7 separate regions of the Mus musculus genome follow, and regions 2, 3, 4, 5, 6 and 7 are each linked to region 1. A link is a contact called in public promoter capture Hi-C data. All regions are on one chromosome and are shown on one strand. Each heading gives the region's core, a stretch centred on a gene start, on an enhancer-like site or on the middle of the called end of the contact. The rest is flanking DNA. Distances are from core to core; before and after follow the strand shown. Region 1 holds the start of Ddit3 (DNA-damage inducible transcript 3). Region 2 holds the start of Myl6 (myosin, light polypeptide 6, alkali, smooth muscle and non-muscle). Region 3 holds the start of Smarcc2 (SWI/SNF related, matrix associated, actin dependent regulator of chromatin, subfamily c, member 2). Region 4 holds the start of Rnf41 (ring finger protein 41). Region 5 holds the start of Coq10a (coenzyme Q10A). Region 6 holds the start of Cs (citrate synthase). Region 7 holds the start of Pan2 (PAN2 poly(A) specific ribonuclease subunit).

The links. Promoter capture Hi-C pulls out the DNA fragments that hold promoters and counts their contacts.
Region 2: a contact with region 1 is called in a promoter capture Hi-C map of liver, with 5 times the contacts expected there. The contact joins the promoter of Myl6 here to the promoter of Ddit3 in region 1. A contact is called at or near these places in 20 of 39 promoter capture datasets (the 3T3-L1 cell line, 3T3-L1-derived adipocytes, the C10 cell line and 13 more), 5 of 484 Hi-C or Micro-C datasets (B cells, CD8 T cells, embryonic stem cells and 2 more), 8 of 115 datasets of contacts at active chromatin or transcription factors (Th17 cells, astrocytes, embryonic forebrain and 4 more) and 4 of 9 other capture datasets (adipose tissue, embryonic stem cells, macrophages and 1 more).
Region 3: a promoter capture Hi-C map of liver shows a contact between it and region 1, with 7 times the contacts expected there. The contact joins the promoter of Smarcc2 here to the promoter of Ddit3 in region 1. A contact is called at or near these places in 9 of 39 promoter capture datasets (the 3T3-L1 cell line, the C10 cell line, the SN4741 cell line and 5 more), 5 of 115 datasets of contacts at active chromatin or transcription factors (astrocytes, cardiomyocytes, microglia and 2 more) and 1 of 9 other capture datasets (liver).
Region 4: a promoter capture Hi-C map of liver shows a contact between it and region 1, with 5 times the contacts expected there. The contact joins the promoter of Rnf41 here to the promoter of Ddit3 in region 1. A contact is called at or near these places in 15 of 39 promoter capture datasets (the 3T3-L1 cell line, the C10 cell line, the HPC-7 cell line and 10 more), 5 of 115 datasets of contacts at active chromatin or transcription factors (astrocytes, embryonic stem cells, fibro-adipogenic progenitors and 2 more) and 2 of 9 other capture datasets (adipose tissue and macrophages).
Region 5: a promoter capture Hi-C map of liver shows a contact between it and region 1, with 4 times the contacts expected there. The contact joins the promoter of Coq10a here to the promoter of Ddit3 in region 1. A contact is called at or near these places in 17 of 39 promoter capture datasets (the 3T3-L1 cell line, the C10 cell line, the SN4741 cell line and 11 more), 4 of 484 Hi-C or Micro-C datasets (B cells, Th1 cells, embryonic stem cells and 1 more), 6 of 115 datasets of contacts at active chromatin or transcription factors (astrocytes, embryonic forebrain, embryonic stem cells and 2 more) and 3 of 9 other capture datasets (adipose tissue, liver and macrophages).
Region 6: a promoter capture Hi-C map of liver shows a contact between it and region 1, with 4 times the contacts expected there. The contact joins the promoter of Cs here to the promoter of Ddit3 in region 1. A contact is called at or near these places in 20 of 39 promoter capture datasets (the 3T3-L1 cell line, the HPC-7 cell line, the SN4741 cell line and 12 more), 8 of 115 datasets of contacts at active chromatin or transcription factors (Th17 cells, embryonic forebrain, embryonic stem cells and 3 more) and 3 of 9 other capture datasets (adipose tissue, liver and macrophages).
Region 7: a promoter capture Hi-C map of pre-B cells shows a contact between it and region 1, with 4 times the contacts expected there. The contact joins the promoter of Pan2 here to the promoter of Ddit3 in region 1. A contact is called at or near these places in 11 of 39 promoter capture datasets (the 3T3-L1 cell line, the C10 cell line, the HPC-7 cell line and 7 more), 1 of 484 Hi-C or Micro-C datasets (B cells), 10 of 115 datasets of contacts at active chromatin or transcription factors (acute myeloid leukemia, astrocytes, differentiating embryonic stem cells and 4 more) and 1 of 9 other capture datasets (liver).

The regions. Positions count from the first base shown.
Region 1 is chr10:127,289,309-127,292,214 of GRCm38.p6, forward strand. It overlaps Ddit3 (DNA-damage inducible transcript 3), which reads left to right and starts at 1,485. Exons shown (of 4, transcript NM_007837.4): 1 at 1,485-1,583. It also overlaps a transcript of Mbd6 not described here.
Region 2 is chr10:128,492,341-128,495,246 of GRCm38.p6, forward strand. It overlaps Myl6 (myosin, light polypeptide 6, alkali, smooth muscle and non-muscle), which reads right to left and starts at 1,546. Exons shown (of 7, transcript NM_001317218.1): 1 at 1,469-1,546; 2 at 1,199-1,226; 3 at 262-405; 4 at 1-62. The coding sequence starts at 1,471. It overlaps Myl6b (myosin, light polypeptide 6B), which reads right to left. Exons shown (of 7, transcript NM_172259.1): 5 at 2,714-2,887; 6 at 2,250-2,327; 7 at 1,817-2,143. The coding sequence ends at 2,115.
Region 3 is chr10:128,457,962-128,460,867 of GRCm38.p6, forward strand. It overlaps Smarcc2 (SWI/SNF related, matrix associated, actin dependent regulator of chromatin, subfamily c, member 2), which reads left to right and starts at 1,354. Exons shown (of 29, transcript NM_001372395.1): 1 at 1,354-1,476. The coding sequence starts at 1,366. It overlaps n-TScga2 (a tRNA gene), which reads right to left and starts at 584; the gene lies at 503-584. It overlaps Mir8105 (microRNA 8105), which reads left to right and starts at 719; the gene lies at 719-807.
Region 4 is chr10:128,410,246-128,413,151 of GRCm38.p6, forward strand. Rnf41 (ring finger protein 41) reads left to right here and starts at 1,371. Exons shown (of 7, transcript NM_001164237.1): 1 at 1,371-1,580. It also overlaps a transcript of Nabp2 not described here.
Region 5 is chr10:128,367,546-128,370,451 of GRCm38.p6, forward strand. It overlaps Coq10a (coenzyme Q10A), which reads right to left and starts at 1,435. Exons shown (of 5, transcript NM_001374700.1): 1 at 1,153-1,435; 2 at 462-608. The coding sequence starts at 1,292.
Region 6 is chr10:128,336,325-128,339,230 of GRCm38.p6, forward strand. It overlaps Cs (citrate synthase), which reads left to right and starts at 1,403. Exons shown (of 11, transcript NM_026444.4): 1 at 1,403-1,635. The coding sequence starts at 1,594. Gm51822 (a long non-coding RNA gene) reads right to left here. Exons shown (of 2, transcript XR_003949053.1): 2 at 815-2,906.
Region 7 is chr10:128,301,845-128,304,750 of GRCm38.p6, forward strand. Pan2 (PAN2 poly(A) specific ribonuclease subunit) reads left to right here and starts at 1,491. Exons shown (of 26, transcript NM_133992.3): 1 at 1,491-1,627; 2 at 2,251-2,649. The coding sequence starts at 2,368.

The DNA.
Region 1 (2,906 bases), core at 235-2,734:
AAGTCGCGACTTGCCCTGCCCCGCCCCAAAGGCTTCCCGGGTAGTGTGCAGAGACTTGACCCGCCTCTCCAGGTCAACATGTCACAACACGACCTCAGCCTGTCAAGTCACATGACCTCTGCCTGTCACTGACAACCTGGTCTGTCTTTAGGCCAGGAGAGACCATCTGGTCCAACCCACCCCCCACCTCTACTAACAGAAGGGGAAATGAAGGTCTGGAGCGAAGGAGCAGTCTGGCCAAGGACCTGTCACCGTCGCACCATCCAATAGCAACCGGTCTTGGTTCAGTTTCTACTTAAACTCTGGCTTGCCCCTCTTGAGTCTACGACAGACTATGTAATAGGCCACCACATGGCCTCTGTTTTCATGGCACAAAAAAAAAAAAATACGTTTTGCAAGATGTTTTTACTTTTACTCAAGTTTTCTCCACAGAGCTGCTTTTTACCTTTATCGTTGTTTAATTTACAAATGAGTAAGGTAGAATCCTTGGACAAATTAAACTAGAATCTGTGTTTCCTCTGATGACCCAGTCCAGGGCAATCATGCGTTCAAGTGCATGCACGTCCCAGGCTCTACTGTAGGTCGTGAACTCAGACAGCTAGAGGCAGGAGGCCAGCTCCTCAGCAGGGAGTCACAGGACTCGCTATCTCGGAGAAGGAAGAGGGTGGATACTGGGCTTAGTGAAGGGCGTAAGAGCATCACACAAAGCAGGGGTGGGATGAGGAGGAGGCAGCAATCTACACTCTGTAAAGAACTTCAATCCTAGCACGTAATGGACGATTCAGAAACAAGCGTTAAAGGTGCCTCTCTGAGAGAAGCGGGTGGACTATCAAGGAACTCAGTCTTTGGGACGCATTAGAAGGCTAAAAGAGGAGGAGAGCTCTTAAAAGATTCGAGGAGATGTCAATCCAGGTGAACAAATTGGAAACTTTAAAGAGGTTCCAGAGCCCCGGTGCCCATTAGCTGGGAGGGGCCAGGGAAAATGGGAGCCTTTCATGGAGGAGTAAGTTAAAGGTGATGGGAGGTGGGCAGACAAGTTCAGGAAGGACAGCCGTTGGGGCCGTTGGACACTGGGAGCTGGCGCTCCGCCCTCTTTCCTCTCTCCCCCATAGCCCCCCTCCCGCACCTCCCACCACCATCGACGTCCCCTGCGCGTGCGCGCGCGGACACCGGTTGCCAAACATTGCATCATCCCCGCCCCCCCATCCCCTCCCTCGCCGCGCTCTCCTCCGCGCGCGCGCATGACTCACTCACCTCCTCCGCGAAGCCGCGTGACCCAAAGCCACTTCCGGGTCCGAGACAACGTAGACTCTCAAGCCAGAGGGCGCGATGGGGGTGGGGCCGTGAGACTCCTGAGTGGCGGATGTAAGGGATGAGGCGGAGCCAGTGCCAGCGTGCCGCTTTCTGATTGGTAGGCTCCTGGACCCTGCCCCCCCCCCAGGAGGGGCCGGACAGCATAAAGGATACTCGCTCTCCGCTCTTGAGGTCAGTTATCTTGAGCCTAACACGTCGATTATATCATGTTGAAGATGAGCGGGTGGCAGCGACAGAGCCAGAATAACAGCCGGAACCTGAGGAGAGAGGCGAGTACTGGCTCCGTCTAACCCTTACCTTCCCATCCTGGCCAGCATAGCTATTTTATAAAGTTGGAGACAACTGTTCTGGAGGATGTAGCCCCACCCCTTCCACTGTAAGCTTGTAGACTGGGAAGGGTGAAGGCCGGGAATCCCTGATTCAGGAATGGTGCTTACAGGCCCTCTCTTGCATTGGGCGATTGCATTCCCGTTCCCTTGTCTCGAGTTGGTCCCCACTCTGCAGAGGGACTCCGGTTGCCTTCGGGAACTTGTCTCTGTAGTGCGAACTGCGGGCCAGCTTAGGCCTGGGCAGTTCGCAGGAAAGGCGGGGCAGCAGGACACACCCCCAAAGTCGGGGACTCTGGCTGTCTCAGCCTTTTCTTCACCAGCCTCATTCCCCCCAACTCTTTCAAGCTGAAGCGCCTCAGTCAAGGGGCCAACATGGCCACGTTAGTAGCTGACTCTCAAGTTCAAGAGAACGCGAAGACTGACAGATCTTTGCGAGTGGGGGTGCTGGTGGGAGGAGCATAGATGGGTTTTTCCCTTTTCCCCAGAGGTTTCTAGGTTTCCATACAAGAGAGCAGCCTGGATCTCTTTAACTATGGGAAATTATTTGGGATCTCTCCAGGGTCTTCTGCTTCTCCCAGGGCTGATTGATCTCTGCTTCTTTCCTCAGTCCCGTCTCCTAACTAAACTGTGTAACCATTGCGTCAGGCCAGCCCACTGTTTGTCTCTGCACCCTCAGGCCTGGGGCTCCTCTGCTGATGAAAGCCAGGTCCCACACACTGGAAGACCAAGGGAGTTTTCCCTAGAGGACAACCCTGCAGAGAAACACTCAGGGCAATATTGCATCTGCAGTCCCCAGAGACAGCCAGCTCCGCTCTGCCTTTAGGCTCAGTGGGCTTAATTCTCTATAAGGGAACTTGGGGGAGGGGCTTTTTCCCCATTCATTCCTAACAAATGCCTAATAAGCACCCACTATGTACCAAGTATCTGGGGACCCAGGGTATATTAGGAGCAAAAGATAAAACTGTTCTCAATAAAACTTACATTTCAGTATAAAGCAAAAGGGAAAAAAAAAACAAAAGCAGGGCAGAATAGTTCAGGGCGGTGACTAGAGGTTGTCATCAGAAGCCAAGCCTGTGAGCCAAGCCCCGGTGTTAGAGCTTTATAGAAGGGAGAGGCTGAGCAACAGAGTTAAGATAAGCATGCCATGCCGGTATCTTTAGGAACAGGACTAGAGTAAGCAGGAGAGGGTGATGAAAGGAAACTCAAGCAGCCGGTCTCATAGAGCCTTGCAAGCACCCTCATGATGCTAATCTTTAACAATCA
Region 2 (2,906 bases), core at 296-2,795, 1.2 Mb after region 1:
CTTGGCCACGGTCTGCAGCATGGGCAGGAAGTGCTCAAAGTCCAGCACCTTCACATTCATCTCTGTCATGTGGGAGGTGGAGGTGTCAGACAAGAGAAGTCACACATGTTCTCAGGACATGACGGTAGGGAACACAAGGACGGCCAGAAGAGGGAATCAGAACTGGATGAGACAAAACTTGCTCAAGTTTGGCACCTATGCAGATAAAGGGATGACTTTAGCTGAACAACCATGAACCCACTACATTCTTGAAATGCTCACCATCACTCTTGGGGTTCCCTAGGACCTTGAGCACCTCGGCGTTGGTAGGGTTCTGGCCCAGGGCCCGCATCACATCCCCACACTGGCTGTACAGGATCTTGCCATCACCTGTTCGGTCAAACAGCTGGAAAGCCTCCTTGAATTCTGAGGATTCAGAAGAACGGCAGCACCAGGGATTAGCCCCGTGCTTGCTGCACAGCTCTGCTGCCAATTCAACTTAAGTCATGCTGCAGAAACCAGATATCTTGTCCTCCTCTATACACAAGACTACTCCTAGGGATCTATTTCTATCAACTCAAATGCCCCACATAAAGACAGGCAACCTTCTTTCCCTTACCTTAAGGTGGTAGCCATCTGTTTACACACCCCCTGAGCTGCGGCAGGCTAGGCTCTCCACCACTACTATACAACTCCGCAGGAATCTGCCACCGCCCAGGCTAGGTCCTGCCCATATAAGGAAGTAAGAGCCTGGACTCTAGCCTCCCACTCCCACCCTTCCCCTCCGGGAGACCTTCCAAGAGGTGAAGCCACATCCTTAGCAAACTCTCCAGTGCCCATCTTAACAAAATATCAAGGCACTGCCCTCTACAGTACTCAGAATCCAAGCTTAAGGAGGGGACAGTTATCAGAGGAGAGGCAAAAAAAGAAGCAGCAAACCACAAGCGTAATAGACCCGACACATAACAGGCACTAGTCAAATTGTTTCACACACCCACACCACCTAAAACTCACCCAGCGCTTGGGGCTCAGATCTGGAGTGGAAGGGGAAGGAAGAAAGAATGAGAAAAGAAAATGGAGGATCTAGAGCAGAAGGAAATCCACGGGGCACTCTCCTGGGAGCGCTGGAGGTGACAGGTTGGGATCAGAAGATAGATGCTAAAGGAAGGGGGTCCCTCTCGGTAAGGATGACCTGAGCTGCGGGTCAGAGACTGCCTACCTGCGGTCTGGTCCTCGGTGAAGTCACACTGCTCGGAGAAGAAGGGATTGGTCAGTTACCTGAGGTCCAACCCCGCAAGCTTCTATCCCGGCTTTACAAACTCCTGTTTGAAGCCGAGGATTCGCTTCCCAGGGCAAAGCCCTAGACATTCCAATCCCACAGCCAACCTTCCAAAACCTGGGCGTGCCCACGTCCACTGCTTTCTCTACTCCCACCCGCGGTCCTCTCCTTGCCCCAAATCCCCCTGATCTCCCGATTCCCAGGGCCCACCATCTTGGCTGCTGAGCTCTGCTGGACCTTTTCCGGCAGTAATGGCTCCGACGCCCTACCCAACCCCAGCCTTAGTACGTCCCATGGCGCATGACGTCACCCTCCGCCGTTTCATCCAATAGGCACGCTAGTCTGGGCTCATGCAGATGACATCACTACATTATTAATGAGGTGGGGGGGGGGCGCCCTACCTCGGCTCAGGAATCTAGCAGGGGGGCCTGGGTTGGGACTCTCGGAAACCTTTCTTCCGAGCTGCACCAAGAGCAGAGGATTTGGGCTTTTGCAGAAGAGAGGACTACCCGCTCCCGTCCTTCCTCTTTCTCAAAAGAAAACTGTCGGAAACCGAAGCAGGAACCATGTTTTTATTTCAAAACTGTAAGTGCCCCCTAGTGGCAGGAACGCGCTTCTGGCCGCACAGGAGGTGGGGCAAGTTTCCGTCGCTGCAGGTTCTACGTGGGGTGGGAGTCGGGGCTGGGGTGGGGTGGGGGTGGGAGGGGGTGGGGGGTGGGGAAGGAAATAGTCCAGCCCTGGCGGCTGCGCTACGGACGGGCGCGGAGACGCACTGCCTGCGCTTCTATCTGGTGGATCGAGGACCCTTGCCTCTCAAGCGGATACCAGGGGCTGGCTGGAGGGCCACCTGCGGAGCTCAGAGGCTTAGGATATGCTTCAGGAAGGCTGCACGAAAGGAGACGAGAGGACTTGAGAAACTGACCTTCGGGTAACTGAGGGTACTCCCACCCCCCTCAAGTCTCCTTACTCCCTGGCCATCCTGCCCCCTCACCCTCATAGTTGATGCAGCCGTTGCTGTCCTCGTGGCCTGCCAGAACAGTCTCTACCTCTTCCTCAGTCATCTTCTCTCCTGAACCCAAAAACAGTTAGAGTCCCCCGCCTTCCCTGCCTCACCAGCCCAAGACATTCTCAGGGTGGTTCATCCTCCCACCCTTGCCCTTTTTCATATCAACGGTGCCTTGGAGCAGGTGAAAGCTTTGACTTGACAGCGAAACAAGCTGCCGGGGTTGAGACTTGCATGGAATCAACACAATTGTGGCTTGCAAAGGGGGACATTGCATTCCCTGCCCTTGGCTCATAGCTGGACACTTTAGCCTCTAGGTGATCTGTCTCCACAATGCTGGCCCTCTTGAGTCTCCTGCCCATAACTGCAGGACCATAAACCCATTCTAGGCTCTACTTAGCTCTTCCAGGACCCCCCACTTCTCCACCCCACAGCTCTGGGCCCTGCCTCACCGAGAGTGGTAAGAACATGTCTGAGCTCTGCACCCATGACCTTGCCGTTGCCCTCTTTGTCAAACACACGAAGCCCCTCTAGGTAGTCCTCATATGTGCCTTGGTCCCGGTTCTTGGCCACTGCCTGCAGCATGGGCAGGAACGTCTCAAAGTCTACACGTCGGGACTTCAGCTCTGGCAATTAGATAGAGAT
Region 3 (2,906 bases), core at 104-2,603, 1.2 Mb after region 1:
ACCCCTGGATTCAGTTCCGAGCCGCAAAGGATCCTGGCATGCTCAGGCACACCTGTAACTCCTAGTACTTGAGAGGTAGAGGCAGGAGGATCAGAAATTTAAAGTCATTCTTGGCTGCAAGGCAAGTTCAAGGGCAGCCTGTGCACATGAGTCCCTGTCTAAATTAAAAAGAAAAATCCAAATGAGAAACGCTTGTTTCTGTGTCTCCAGTCACCAGACTTCAAGGCTCCACTTTTGGTCACAAACTCCAAAGATGCCCTGTTTAGAAATCTTAGGTTTGACTAGCTTTCCCAAACAAAACGACTACTCTTCATTGTTATGAAATGTTACAGAATTCTCAAAAATATCTCAAAGTGCCTGGTATCCTAACAGCGAATACAGCGATGCCCAATTTGGTTTGTATGTCACCCTGGTCTAACCTAAAGGAGTAGTGCTGCCTTTTCACTTTCAACCACTCAACTACTGGTTAATAGGAGGGGGGAAAAAAAATACGAAAAACTGCCGTCACGAACAGGATTCGAACCTGTGCGGGGAAACCCCATTGGATTTCGAGTCCAACGCCTTAACCACTCGGCCACCGTGACTCCCAAAACTATGGTTGGCCGCGCGCTTACAGAAAGGGTCCGCACGGGTGACTGGGTGCGAGCGGACCGGTGCAGGGTCGCGGCCCGAGGCTCGTACCCAGAGCCGCTCCCTCCCTCGCACCTTCGCGCCACAATGCTTGAACCTGGGTCGAAGAATCGGGGCTCGCCAGCCGACTCCTAAAGCGGAGGCGACTGGCGAGACCCGAAGATCAGAGGGAGGAGACCCCTCACCTGACCCCCCCGGGTAGCACCAGGGGTGCTGGGTGCACCGGGACGAGGAGCGTCAGGGACACTCGTGGGTTGAAACAGGAATGGTTGGAAGGAACTTATTGGAGCGAAAGAGTTCCACGGGAACGTACGTGCCGGGGGCCACTCGGGGTTACGGGGCGGAGCTGCAGACCCGGGGCTCCCGGCTTCCCCGTGGAGTGGAACAGTAAGCCCCACTGCCGCTGCGAGACCAAGTCGGGGAGGGCTCCGCTGTCCTACAGCCGCGTCCTGCGAGACCCGGGGAAGCAGCCGGGCTGCCGCTGCGGGGAAGTCCGCCGAGCGCGCTCGGGCTCGCCCGCCTCCCACCGCCGCTGCTGCCGGGGTGTCCGCCGAGCGCGCTCGGGCTCGCCCGCCACCGCTACGCAGGGCCGCCGGCAGGGGGCGCTCCGCCGGCCGGGGCCCAGGCGGCGGGAGGCGGCGGTCGTGGCGGCGGGAGGCGGCGGGAGGCGGGCGGAGGAGGAGGCGGGAGCTGAGCTGAGCGGGGCGGGCGGCGGCGGGGCCCGAGCCCGAGAAGATGGCGGTGCGGAAGAAGGACGGCGGCCCCAACGTGAAGTACTACGAGGCCGCGGACACCGTGACCCAGTTCGACAACGTGCGGCTCTGGCTCGGCAAGAACTACAAGAAGGTACGCGGGCAGCGCCGCGCGGGGACAAAGGGCCCCTGGCCGCCGCTCCCGGGGCCGGCCCACCCTGCGGCGGCCGCCGCGCCCCTCCCCGAGGCCTCCCCGCGCCTCCCGCCCGCCCGCCCGCGCCCCTCCCCCACCCCTCCCCCACCGTGCCCTCTGCCCCGGTGCAGCGCAGCGGCGTTGGCGGGGGCGGCGGCGGCTCCGGGCGGCGGCCCGGGCCCGGCAGCCCTCGCCCTCCAGGCTGACCGGTGCCGCCGCGCGCCTCCTCCCCTCCGGTGTGCGAGCCGCGGGGCCCCCGCCGGAGCCCCGCGCCGAGCCAGACGCCAGAGCGGCCCAGGCCTCCCCGGTGGTGCTTTGTGTACGTCCTGAGACAGATGGCAGAGCAGGAGGGTAGACGGGCGCGGAGCAGGCCGTTGAAAAGCGTCTCTACCTGGGGAAATCACCTGTCTCCCAGGGTTACCCTAGTCTCCTTCTAAAGGGCTGCAAACCTCTCAGGGGACAGGACATGGCAGTCTAGGGCAGCAGCCCCTCCAACCCTCCTTTCATAATGAAGTCCTCTGCAAGCCAGCCAGCCTGGCATTGCTTTGGGTTTGAGGTCCAGAGGCTCGGATAAGCTTCATATCGCTAGTCCCCACCCCCACCCTGTAACTGGAAATAAGGATGGGGAACAAAAGGGTTCAAGAAGCCCTATCTATCTTTTTTTTTTTTTTTAACCAATTTTTATTCTTGTGTCTTCATGGTGTCTGGGCTTTTTTTCGTTTTTCTTTTTTGTCTTCGATATGGGCTGCTTCCTCACCAACCCCGGCTAAGGGTTCTTTTCCCTTGCTTTGTTTTACAGCCCCCAACTCTTGCTACTCCAGCCTTGCAGCCAGCCTGTCAGAGTACAGTGGACAGCTTCAGAAAGCTCCACTAATTCTGGTTTGAGTTTAGCCCTGAAACCATTTGGGGTCTCTCTGTTGGGTGTCAGACTCTTGACAAACAGCTGTTGGGTCTGTGACTTGTGTGCACCCTCAGCGTGAGGCTCTGGTTCCCAGTTTTCTGCCTTTGACCTTTTAAAGGGAGATCGGTCTAGGGTCTTGGTGTGAAGCCCCGAAGGCTTTGACAGCTGTGACCTGCTTCAGCTTTCAAGTGCTTAACTCTTTGTCATTTACTTCTCCCTTCACGGATCTCTTTATACCTCCCACCGAGAGGTGCTGACTCTAATTAGGGTAGAGGAAATAAGGGTCAAAAGGTAAAGAGAAAGTAGCTTCCTGGCTCAGTGAACAGAACAGAAAGGTAGGATCCCAGGTAGCAAGGTAGGTATGGTACGGAAGTGTTTGAGTTCACGGATTCCCGGCGGTTGTCTTACTACTTATTTATCAAGCTGGGTGGGTGGTCTGAGATCCTTGCTAGAGAGGAGACCCTACAATGCCAACCATGCCTGGCTTCAG
Region 4 (2,906 bases), core at 121-2,620, 1.1 Mb after region 1:
CAGGGTTTCTCTGTGTAGCCCTGGCTGTCCTGGAACTCACTCTGTAGACCAGCCTGGCCTCCAACTTAAAAATCCACCTGCCTCTGCCTCCCAAGTACTGGGATAAAGGCGTGCGCCACCACTGCCCATTTTACACATGAAAATGGAAAGTTAGTTAAAAGCCAGTACCTTGGACATGGCAGGAGCTTACACATCATCTTTAATGTACCGAACGGTTCGGCTCAGGGCTCTGGGACAAGCAGCATTTTCGCCATAGAAAGATAATACGCAGATTCACTCTCCTTTGAAAGACGTTGAACCCGGAACATAAAAAGCAAGCCTCAAGCCAGGTGGACACTGGGGAGGCAAGAGGTAGGCGGATCTCTTGAGTTTAAGGCCAGCCTATCCTACATAGTGAATTCCAGGACAGCCAGGGCAACAAAGAGAAACCCTGACTAGGGGAGAGGGAGGGGAGGGAAGCAAGTTTGACTTGGTTCACAAAGGCACATCCGATTCCTGTTTCCTTATTTTATTGTATCTCAGAGACACCTAGAAGCTTAAGTTTCCTCTGGTACTCGTCATATTGTCTTCAAAGGAAGCAGCTAGCTCTGTATTCTCACGAATAAGCTAGTTACATATGTACTAATGTGAATTGCCCTTTAAAAAAGAGAGTATCTACAACAAATACTATTTGACACCAGATTAGCCTAAGAGGTAATGTAATTGCATTCCTTGTCTTGCTTCCCCGCTTACCTAACACAGAGCGCTTTAAACTCCACCACGACTCTCCTCGGGTTCTCTCCCACCCATTTCCCCTAACCACAGTGTTGCAGCCTTAGGAAATCAAATCCATTAATGTTTCGGGCGGTCTGAGTTTTTGAAGAGCCATCAGGAATACTACAAGAGTGTGTGGCTGGGAGGTGGACGACCCCTGCAGCACCCTAGATCAAAGCTTTGCGGTGAGACACTCCCTCCCTCTCCATCCTGCGGCCTCCTAAGTTAACAGCAGCATCCATCCCCATGACTGTGAGTCACAGGTCGGGAGGCTCCGGGATGCTGACCACAGCTCTGGAAACTGAAGGGCTGGGAGGACAGCAGGCCACGCTGCAGACCAGCTGCCCCGCGGCGACCTCGTCCCAGCGCTGCACCAGGTCTGGCACCCGAGCCGTGCACCACCCAGCACCAAGTAACTCTGCAAGGCGGGACACCCAGGGTCGCCCCGGAGCTTCACACCTGAAGCACATAGAGCCCTCCCTCCCAAAAGGCTACACTGTCCGTCCTAAGAACTTCCGGCCCAGAGCGGAGGCCCAGCTAGCCCCCGCCTCTCATAGGCCGCTCGCAAGGAGCATCCAGGCGCCGCCGAGTTAAATAGAGAGGCGGGGCTTGGTGACGAGCTTCCGCCCCGTTGCGTAGCAGCAGTGGGCGTGGCTAAGGGCTAACCCGAGACAGCGAGGAGTGGTCGGAACCTTCTTCCCCATCCTTACCTTCCCCTTCCCCTACGGGGAAAGGCTGAGACCGGGCACACAGTGTGCTACGCGGCCGCCGTGTCCTCAGCTGCAGCCAGGCCCCGCGTCCGGAGAAACCAGGCTGCGTTCCGGGTGGTGCGTAATGCGCCTGGGCGAGCTTCTAACCCTGGGGGGTTGGGGGGGAGAGGGGGCGAGGTCCCTGTGGATTGGTGCCTGGGTCCGAAGTGCTGGGGGTAGGGAGGAAGGGTGGAGAGGAGGAGGAAAATGGAGGAAGGGAGCTCAGCTGGGAGGAGTCGGGAGGTGAGCTAGCTGGGGGCTCTGGAGCTTTGGAAGATCCTCTGGAGTAGGGAGAGCCTCGGGAAGTGCGGGAGTGGCCTTGGGCCAGCCTGAGGACCCGGGAGGAGCTGATTGCTGGGGCTGAGGGACAACATGGAGTTTAAATGGCAATGATTGACAGGCCTGGAGGCGAAGGGAACGTTCTGGGGGCTAGCCTTGGCAGGGACCGCGGAACCCAAACCTCCGCCCTCCAAGCGCCATAGCTTGGCTTCTTTCCCATGCCTTGTCTTTGGCAGCCTTGTCTTTCTCTTTTATTCCTTCGCCGCTTCTCTCCCCTCCCGCCTCTCCGTGGAGGACTCTTACATTCCTTACATCTTTGACCCTGAATGATTTGCAGCCCCGCTCTCTGATACGCACGATCCATCCACTCGTTTAATACACTGGAAAGCCCACCCCAGTCCAGGAGGCAGGGCATTTGTGGGGTAGAGAGTGAGGGGGGGTGGGAGTAGGGGCAGGAGAAAGACCTGAAAAAGCAGGATGAGGGTGTTTTGGATTGGTACACTAACTTCATTTCATGAAACTTCATTTCAACTGGTAGCAAATGTGATGGTTACCAAGGCCACTGTTCTTGGGAGATTGACCTATGAGAATCTTGGCAGCTACTTCTTATACAGTAGTTTTAACTACTGTAGCAGGATGGGTGGCTACTAGTGTTCCCCCAAGAAAGAGTGGGATTGGATAGTGCCAAGGGAGGGTGAGGGGTGCATTTGTTATGCAGTGTCTTCAGTAAACCTTGTGGCAGGGCCTACTTCCCAGTGATTGAAAAGAAGGAACAAGCATTTTCAAGCATTTCCTCTGGTTCTCACTGTGAGTTTATTTTGCCATTCTGTTGCAACAAGTAATACAGCAGTCTTACACGTGCACTCAGAGTTTATCTCATTTGATTTGCAGGACAATAGGTTAGAAAATGCAAGTGTCATATCTGTTTGACAGTTGGCTACACGGCTTGTTTGAAGCTGTCCTGTCAGTGGATGGCAGAGCTAGGACTGGAATCCAAGCCCACCCTCCTTCCCCCTCTCTCCTGATTCAATGCTTGTCTTACAACTCCTGGTCTGTTTTCCTAAGGGTTAATTTTCCCATTACAGGAGGCTTTTTGGTTTCTGTGTTTGGAATTTCTTGTCCCTA
Region 5 (2,906 bases), core at 185-2,684, 1.1 Mb after region 1:
TAAGTCCTGTAATAAGTGGTTTCTTAGCATGTTCAATCCCCAGCACTGCAGAAAAACAGCAGCATGGTGGCACATGTCTATAATCTCAGCTCTAGGGAGGTAGGTGGAGGCAAGATATAAGTTCAAAGTCTTCTTGACTGTATATCAAGTTCAAGGCCAACCCTAGGCTATGTGAGAGCCTGTCTCAAAATGTGTGTGTGTGAGATACCTATGATGCAGCTCTGGCTATGTAGTCCGTGGAAGCTTCAAGCTTAGATTACAGGCTGTACTACCTAGTCGGTTACCTTTCTATGATGTAACACAATTCTAGACTAATACACGTGCAGAACAACTAAGGTGGGAAATTTAGGTTGAAAGGCTGGCAGCGAAAACGTTGCTGGGGAGACAAGTGGCCCAATATGAATCTTACCCACTACTGGTACATGGTTATTTATTTGAAGGGGAAAAAAAGGAATGCTCACCCCATGATCCTACGCTCCGAGTAAGCCTTTCGCTTGTTGGTAAAGGGGGCAGCAAAGCCCATGAAGGAACGACTATGAGGTAGGCCAGCCTCCGCTGCCAAGGCCTGGGCAGCGCGAGGCAAGAAGAGATTACAGGAAATCAGAAACCTAGCGCCAAAAAGAAAGGAGAGGCAGCGTCACGATTCTTTTTTTGTATTCAACCACTTCAGGTGAAGGGGAAGAGGGATGCATCACAGAGGAAGGTCGTTGGTTCGGGCAAGCTTTTCTGCCCCTAGCACCTGCTGCAGCTAGCTGGGCTGGCTGGCCAGGCAGTCACGAGTGCGAAAGGTCGAGGGCGGCTGAGGACAGGGCCAGGGGTGGGGATGGGAAAAAGAAGGGCACGTCCTAAGTGCCAGCTGCCTTTGAGGCAACACTACTGCTGCAAGCAAACTGAAGCATCTCTGACGCCAGGGTCAGGCCAGGCACATCAAAGCCAGAACGCCGGCGAAGGCCAAGAAGTGGCTGGCACGCACCCGCCCCGAGCATCTAGCTTGTACGCGTATCTCCAGAACTCCATTCGAACTCCCAGGGCACCACCAATGCCAGCCCTTCTCCGGCCTGCCGTCTAAGGGCTGCCACCCTCCACCGCTGAACTTCGGGGTGCCGGGCGACCCCCTCCGGTCCTGCGCGGACGTCTGTGCCTGCCTCTCACCTCATTGGACGCGGCGGCCGCGGAGGGCCCGGGGGCGGGGTCGGGACGGAGCGCGCGCCCCGGCAGAGCGAGAAGCCGCAGCAGCTCCGGGCGGCCGCGCGCGTCGGGGCCGGGAGCCTCCGCGCGCCCGCAGAGGCCATGCGCGCGCCCCTGCCTGGCACTCCCGGCGGCGGCGAGCTGTAGGGGAGGCCGGGCAGGAAGGGCGGCGCGAGCTCCGGCTGCCTTCGCCCTGCTCCGGCCCGCGCGCCGGATAGGCTGTCACTGAAGCGGTGACCGCAGCTCTGGGTCCCCTCACGTCACGCCGTTGCCAGGGATCGGGAGGAGGGAGCGCGAGGAAGGAAGGGACAACGCTGCCTGTCGGGAGATGTAGTTTCTTTGACACCTCTGGCGTGAAAGAAAGGGCGCTGGGTGCGTGTCGGAGGAGCTGCAGAGATGGCTCGGGGGAGCGAGATCGCCTGGCACAAACTACTTGGCGAGTCTGTGGTCACAGGACCTGATACGTAGACGCAGAGGCGACGTCGTGGGCGTGTCAACGGCAGATGGCTGTCGATGTCCAGAGGAACGTTTCTCAGAGCCCTTTAGAAGGAGAGGCTCTTTTCATCCTACTGGCCTTTGCAGTGCCTGCTGCCGGTTTATGTCTTTGGAAAAGGATATTAACTTTGCAAGTTCTGGGCTGACTTGTATAATCTCTCCTAGATCTACACGCCCTTCCCCCTTCCTCCCCTTCTCGTTATTCGAGACAAGACAATTCAGGCCTTGAATTTGCAGTGCTCCTTCATGAACGTCCCTAGGAGCAGAATTTCCTCCCTAATATTTATGGAAAGAAGTCTGAGGCAGAAGCAGGAGGGTTGCCACGAGTTCCAGGCCAGCCTGGGCTACCTACCCAGTTTTAGAGTAGCCAGCTCTAAACAAGAAGCAAGCCCTACTGTCAGACCAAACCAAACATAAGACATGGTTTGTTTGTTCTTTGAGACGCCCTCGCTATATAAGCTTGGTTGCCCTGGAACTCTTGGATATCGTCCTGACTCTTAGCTGCTGAGATTACAGACATGCATGCTCTCCAGGAGGGCTTTGGGGTGTCATGATCTTGCTCTGTAACCTGCACTGACCTTGAACTCATATGCACCTTCTTGCTGCCACTTCCCAGTTGCTGGAATTACAGGTGTGAGCTACTACTAGCCAAAATTTACTTTTAGAAAAAAGCACCATCACTGTCGGGGAAAAATGTGTACTCAATGGAGGACGAGACATCACAGGCAGAAAGCCCAAAGGTGAATACTACGTCCCAGGATTCAAGGAAAAAACAAGCGCTCTTGGGAAAAGTATGACCAAAGGAAAAAGAGAGAAGAGAAATAAACTACAAATTAGAAAGAGATTAGCCTAGACGGGTGCAAGAGCAAGCAAAATTCTCCCGACTGTCACAGAGCAAGCTCTGCTTTCCCTACGCTGGGTTAAAGCTCCCCACATTGATTCGAGCTTTGCCTGACAAAGGAAATGTGCTGGCAGGAAGAAGACAGGCAATCAAAGCTACATTGTGATACAAGTCAAATGCTTTACACAAATAAGGTCATAGACTCAGAGTCAAGACGAGGCTAGCCAGATGGCTCAGTGGGTAGGGGTGCTTGCCACCCAGTTTGCTCTGAATTCAATCCTCAGGACTCCCCCCCCCCCCCCCGCCCCCATGGAGAGAACCAGCTAAACACACATCACACAACACACATGTGCGTCTCCCACACCCACACACACACCATAAA
Region 6 (2,906 bases), core at 153-2,652, 1.0 Mb after region 1:
TCTGATCTGCTAGCTAGTCTCTGTGGATAATTAACTATGGGGGAAGGAACCAGGTCAGACTATTCTGGGGTTATGAGGAAACCCCATGTGAGATGCTAAATTGGGAGCCAATATTGATCAGTGAAGCTTTGAAGTCCCCGGGGAGGTGGTCTAAGGTTATTGCTTCTCAAGAGGCGCAGCTTCTCTTGATAAAGTTCTCTCATAAGAACTACCTGACTTCCAAGCTAGAACAACACTACTGGGCAGATATGAATATGTATATGAGAAAACTTGAGGAAATAGGGGTTTTCTTTCTCTTTTCCAAGTCTAAGCCACAAACTACATCCTCTATAAACAAGGACTATCTGAACTTGGCTTACATGGATACTGAGACCTCTGCACTTTGTTACTGTCATGTGGTGAGATAAAAGGATTGTACATTTGAGGCTTGGTGGTTACAGATAAGGTGCTCTGATCATTGGGTCAGCTTCTCTCCACCCTTAGGCCAATTTCACAGTAGGCACAGGAAAGTACAGAAGTTCTGAGGTGTTCTACCCCGGGGCATTTAAGAGTGATGTGTAAGATCATTAAATCCTTGTGTCATTCACTGCAATGTTTTCTGAGGGAGAAATAAGAGAGAGAGCCAAGTAGGATAAACGTCCTCGAGTCCTTTGGAAATACTGTGAATGATGGGACGAAAAGAGAGTGTCTAACACCTGATCTTGAGTGGAGAGTTGCAGCTCCTGATCCTGTGTCTGAGGTGGGCTGGCTCTATGGGGTTTTATGATATGGGGTTTTATGAAGAATGTCAGAATCATAAGGCCCAGGACCCAAAGACTGAAAGGTTCCTTCATATTAAGGGGGCTTTTGTAAGACTTAGACTCCATATAGTTCACAAACATCACTAAACATTCAGGCTTCTGGTTTTGCTCTTCTCCACATAACGGGGTCAGTATCTGTAATTTCAAGATTTCTTCTGTTCACAAATGACCATCAAGCAACTAACTCTGGCATCATAGCGGGCTTTCTGCGTGATGTCACCTCCACGGCCATGAAGTCATTAACCAAAGACATTCTTTAAGAAAGCATGCCAAGCAGGTAGAGGAAGTGCAATGGTCAGTTGCAGTGTTCAGTGACCTTCAAACGTCGCGTGCTGGAGCTTTATCTTCAGCATTCTCCGGAGAACCCGAAATGTGTTAAGGGCAAAGGGAAAAGCCAAAGAAGGAAGTTAACTGAGTTCTCAGGCACATCCTTAGACACCTACAATCCCTTTCCCACCCACTCCTAATTAGCCTAATCCGTACGGTCCAATCCTCCCCGCGATAACATCTGTCAAAGGCTCAGATCCCGCCCCTCTTCCATTTTGGGCCAATGGTCGAGGCCGGGGTGGGTCGCCGGAGGGGGGCGGGCTCAAGTTTCGGGCAGAGGGCGGGGCCTCGCCGAGGACCCTGGGCTGGGCGCCTGTGCCGGTTTGTCTACCCTTCCCCTCAGCCGCCTCCTTTCAACCTTGTCCGCCGGTTGGCGCGGTCTCCATCACAGCGGCGACCGCTCCTGTTGCAGCTGTAGCTCTCTCCCTTCGGTCCCTTCCCGCCAGGTCCCGGAGTTTCGCCCGCCATGGCTCTACTCACTGCAGCAACCCGGCTCTTGGGAGCCAAGGTGAGCTTAAAGGAGGGAGCGCGCCGTGGCGCGCGGGGTGGGGCTGAGGCGACCGCAGGGCCTCCGGCACCGGCTCTCCCTCCCACACCGGAGCGCAGCCCTCCGCGCCTTAAAGGGGCCCGACCCTGGCGAGCCGCCAACCCTTCCCAGAGCTCCTAGGCCATGTGCTGCGTGCCCTTCCGGCTAAGGTGAACGCTGCCGGCCCCGGCCTGCAGCCCCCGGCGGCCGGGAGGCCCGCCTTCTGTCATATCAAGTATCCAAGGTGCAAGCGAGGGATGCAGGGCCCTGGCTGCAAGGCCAGAGAGCAAAGATGTGGCGTGGTCCCCCGAATTAGGGAGAGAACTGTTGGAGGAGGAGTGGGGGATGTATAAATATGCTCACTTGGTCACTGGGGCTAATTTGGGCTCTGCTTTGTAGGGTGAGTCCTGTCAGGACCTGTTTCTTTCCTCACTGTAATTGAAGCCTGTAAGTGACCCCGCCGTTTTAGTTTTGTTAGGGGACTAGAGCCCCCCAGCTCCTCTTTGTCCTTGGGACTCCTGCACTTAATGTATATAGGAGGAGCTTGAATAGGGTGGGGCATTTCTGTTAAACCTGCTGATTATGTATCACATCAGGCTCTAGGTAGAACCAGAAAGGTTGTTCCTCCAAGCTACAGGCCAATAAATGAAGACAGGCGTGAGGTAGTAACACCAAGGTCACATGACTCAATTCTACTACCTACCAGGAGTACTTCCCCTTATTCCCTGGCGGCCCTTTAATTTGATGGTTTGCCTTTTGAATTCTGAAGTTCAAGTCCAAGTAGGGATAACTCTTAATTTCACGTTATCACTACTTTTTTGCTCAGCATAACTTGGGCCTTTAAACAGAGACCCAGCTATGCTGAGGGAATTTCAGCTCTAACCCAAGTGGGGACAGTCCCACAAATGACCTTGGCTTCTGTTTTAGTTTTAAAGGAACTAATAGGTTTTTCTCATCAGTAGATAGTTTGAAGCAAAGTACACCTGGAGGAAAGAAAAGACTTAGAATGGTATTAACTTTCTGTGTGAGATGCATAGTTGTCAGATGTACCACAAAACTTGTAGGGTTTATCTTGGGGCTTTTCTGTGTCTGGCAACAAGGTAGAGACTGGTTATTTGGTAGACACTTGTCTTACTTGGCTGTTGCTACTGCTGCTGCCAGGGAACTGGGTAAGGAAACCTCTTGGGAAATGAAGCAAGTTCTAGACGGTGTTTGGCAGAATGGTGGACCTATAATTAGATCGGTTCAGGAGC
Region 7 (2,906 bases), core at 241-2,740, 1.0 Mb after region 1:
TGAAGACAACCACATTGAGTCTCAGGGATGGAACTCAGACCCTGACAGTTGGTAGCAGTATCCTTACCTGCTGTACCATCTTGAAATCCTCTTTCACCTTTTTGAAAAGAAATACATTTTTATTTGGATGAGGGGGGTGTTTTGAGACAGGGTCTCACTGTCTAACCTTGGTCGGCCTAGAATTCACTACGTAGACCAAGCTGTCCTCAAATTCACAGAAATCCATTCTGCCTCCTGAGTGGTGGGATTGCCATCCCACTTAGCCTGGTTTTTGTTTGTTTGAAACAGGGTCTCATGTAACCTGACTAGCCTGGGACTTGCTATATAGAAGAAGCTAACCTTGAACACTAATCCTCCTGCCTCAGGATTACTGCCATTACAAATATACCTCCACTATGCCTGGCCCAATAAATGCTTTAAAAGTTTTATTATTGGTGTTTATTATTGGTGAGAACTTTCTTCCACAGGCACCTGTTGAAAGGGATATTCACCATGTAGCCATAGCAAGCCTGGTCCTTACTATCTATGTAGCCTAGGCTGGCCTCGAATTTGTAAGGGATTCCTGCCTCTGCTTTAATAATGCAGGTATTGTAGGTATGGACCACTAGTGGCACAGGGCCTTTAAAAACAGAGATGACAGAGCTGAGTTTGGGCAACCTAAGACATCTCACAGCCTGGACCAATTCCAAAGCAGTTTAGTACACAGCCAGTACCCCCAAATATTTTAGACACGGTGACACACTCTCACAGGAGAGGGAGAGGCAGTAGGATCTCTTAGTTGGAGATTAATCAAGAACCCCTCAGAATAGCTACAGCTCAGTTGACTCAGTTTACTGTTTATCTCTCTCTTGGGGTCAATGTCCAGCTCCACGGTCTAGGGGAATTTTGACAGTCTAGGAGACTTGTTTCTTGGGAAAATTAGGGGACCTCTGGGGACGACACAAACATTGATGGGAATTTCAGATGGATGCCTCTAGAAATAGAGAAAAGGTGGCCACTTGGGCCACACTAGAAGTCAGGCTCCCGCTTCCTTTTTCTTCCCCACATCTAGAAGTCATAGGAAATGCCAGTGAGTTTCGGGGGTACAGGGTCAGAGGTATTGGAATGGCTCACAGGCACAGCAAGATGAAGGTCTATACGCCGGGAATGATGAAGGCCACGCTGGGAATACCCACCGGGCGAGTCCCAGTGCTTAGCCTCTGGCGCCCCTTTAGTCTAGTTCTTATTCAGGGAGCGTAAAAGCTTGGCTTCAAAGTCTAAAGTTAATTTTGCTTAACAAAGCCTGAGAGCGAAGGGATTACTTTTCGTAACACCAAATAGATCCGCGCCTGATTCAGTTTGTCCCCGGTGGCATTCCGTAACCTTGTTTTGGCGGAGGCTACGTCACTCTCCTTCTCAGGCGCTGCCTGTACCTGGCTTTTTCTGATTGGCTGGGATGAGCCCGTGGCCCCCGCTGATTGGAAGCGATGGCTGCCAATCCACCGTCCGTCTTGCTTGGGTTAGGTTGAGCTAGAGGCGGGGGAGTAGTAGGGAAACTGGAATTTCCCGCGGAGCTGACGGCGCTTTCTCTACCCCCTACTCGTTTGAATTCCACGCGCTCCAAAATATCCGCCATGGAGAAATCTTGGTAATGACCCATTCCCCGTAAGCATCCCAGGAACACGTCTTGACCTTTGCCCTAATCCTTCCCCTCCCGTCCCCTGCGCTGGGGGAGAATTCTGGGTAACCAGTTTCTCTGGTTCGCTCAAAGAATTCTGGGTAGCTATCCGTTTCCATTACTTCCCCCTTACCCCCGCCCCGTTTGTGGGTAACTGGCCGTTCTTGTTACCCACCCCCTGGAGAATGCTGGGTAACCACTGTAAAGGATTCTGGGAAACTGGCTTGTCTTGCCCCCTTCACCGCCCAGCCCCTTTGTCTCATGTCCAATTCTAAGAAACAAGCATTTCAGAGCTCTCCCCCGAACTCCAGCCCCTATCAAACCCGCTCCCTTCACCTTGTGGTTCAGGAGAAAGGGAAGTCAAGAGTTAGATCATTTGGTGGGCTGGCAGGGAACTTAGGAAGTTTAGAGGTGCAGAGTAAGGGACACTGTCATGCCACTCACAGTACAGCGTTGCCCTTGTCCTCTTCATGCATGCTTCCGTCTTTGCCTGGCAGTCTCATCCCCTCTGCCTACCTGATTGTCCTGTCCACATAGAAGATACTTCCAGTACCTAGGCCTATCCCTGACTGCGCTGCCTCTTTCCCTTGCAGGCCAGAATGTCCATTCTAGGTTCACTGGTGCTGTCCTCCTGAAGGCTGGGTCACTTGTCTGTAGGAAGCGTGGCAAGGGAGGGTGTGACTCCGGTCTGACCAGCGGCCACTATCGTCATGAACTTTGAGGGTCTGGATCCTGGACTGGCCGAATTTTCCCCAGCTATGCATTCTACCCTGGACCCAGTCCTGGATGCCCACCTGAATCCAAGTTTGCTACAGAATGTGGAGCTAGACCCAGAGGGAGTGGCCTTGGAGGCTCTTCCTGTCCAGGAGTCAGTGCACATAATGGAAGGTGTCTACTCTGAGTTGCACAGCGTGGTGGCTGAAGTGGGAGTGCCTGTGTCTGTCTCCCACTTTGATTTACATGAGGAGATGCTGTGGGTGGGGAGCCATGGGGTAAGAACTATACCCCTTTCTGAAGGCTGAAAGGGTGTATTAGAAATCTTTATCTGGTCTTTGCCCAAGGACAGCTCTTTGCAGGTAGTCAAAACTGAGTTGAACTGATGAGAGTTAGCTGGGTCTTTCAAACCAACAAGGGAGTGGAGAGATTAACTACATATTTAGTTTCATAAGGCATTCCACTCTGTCAGTTCTCCTATCACTACTGTGTTTTTGCGACAACATCTCTCTCTATAGTCCAGGCTGATCTAGAA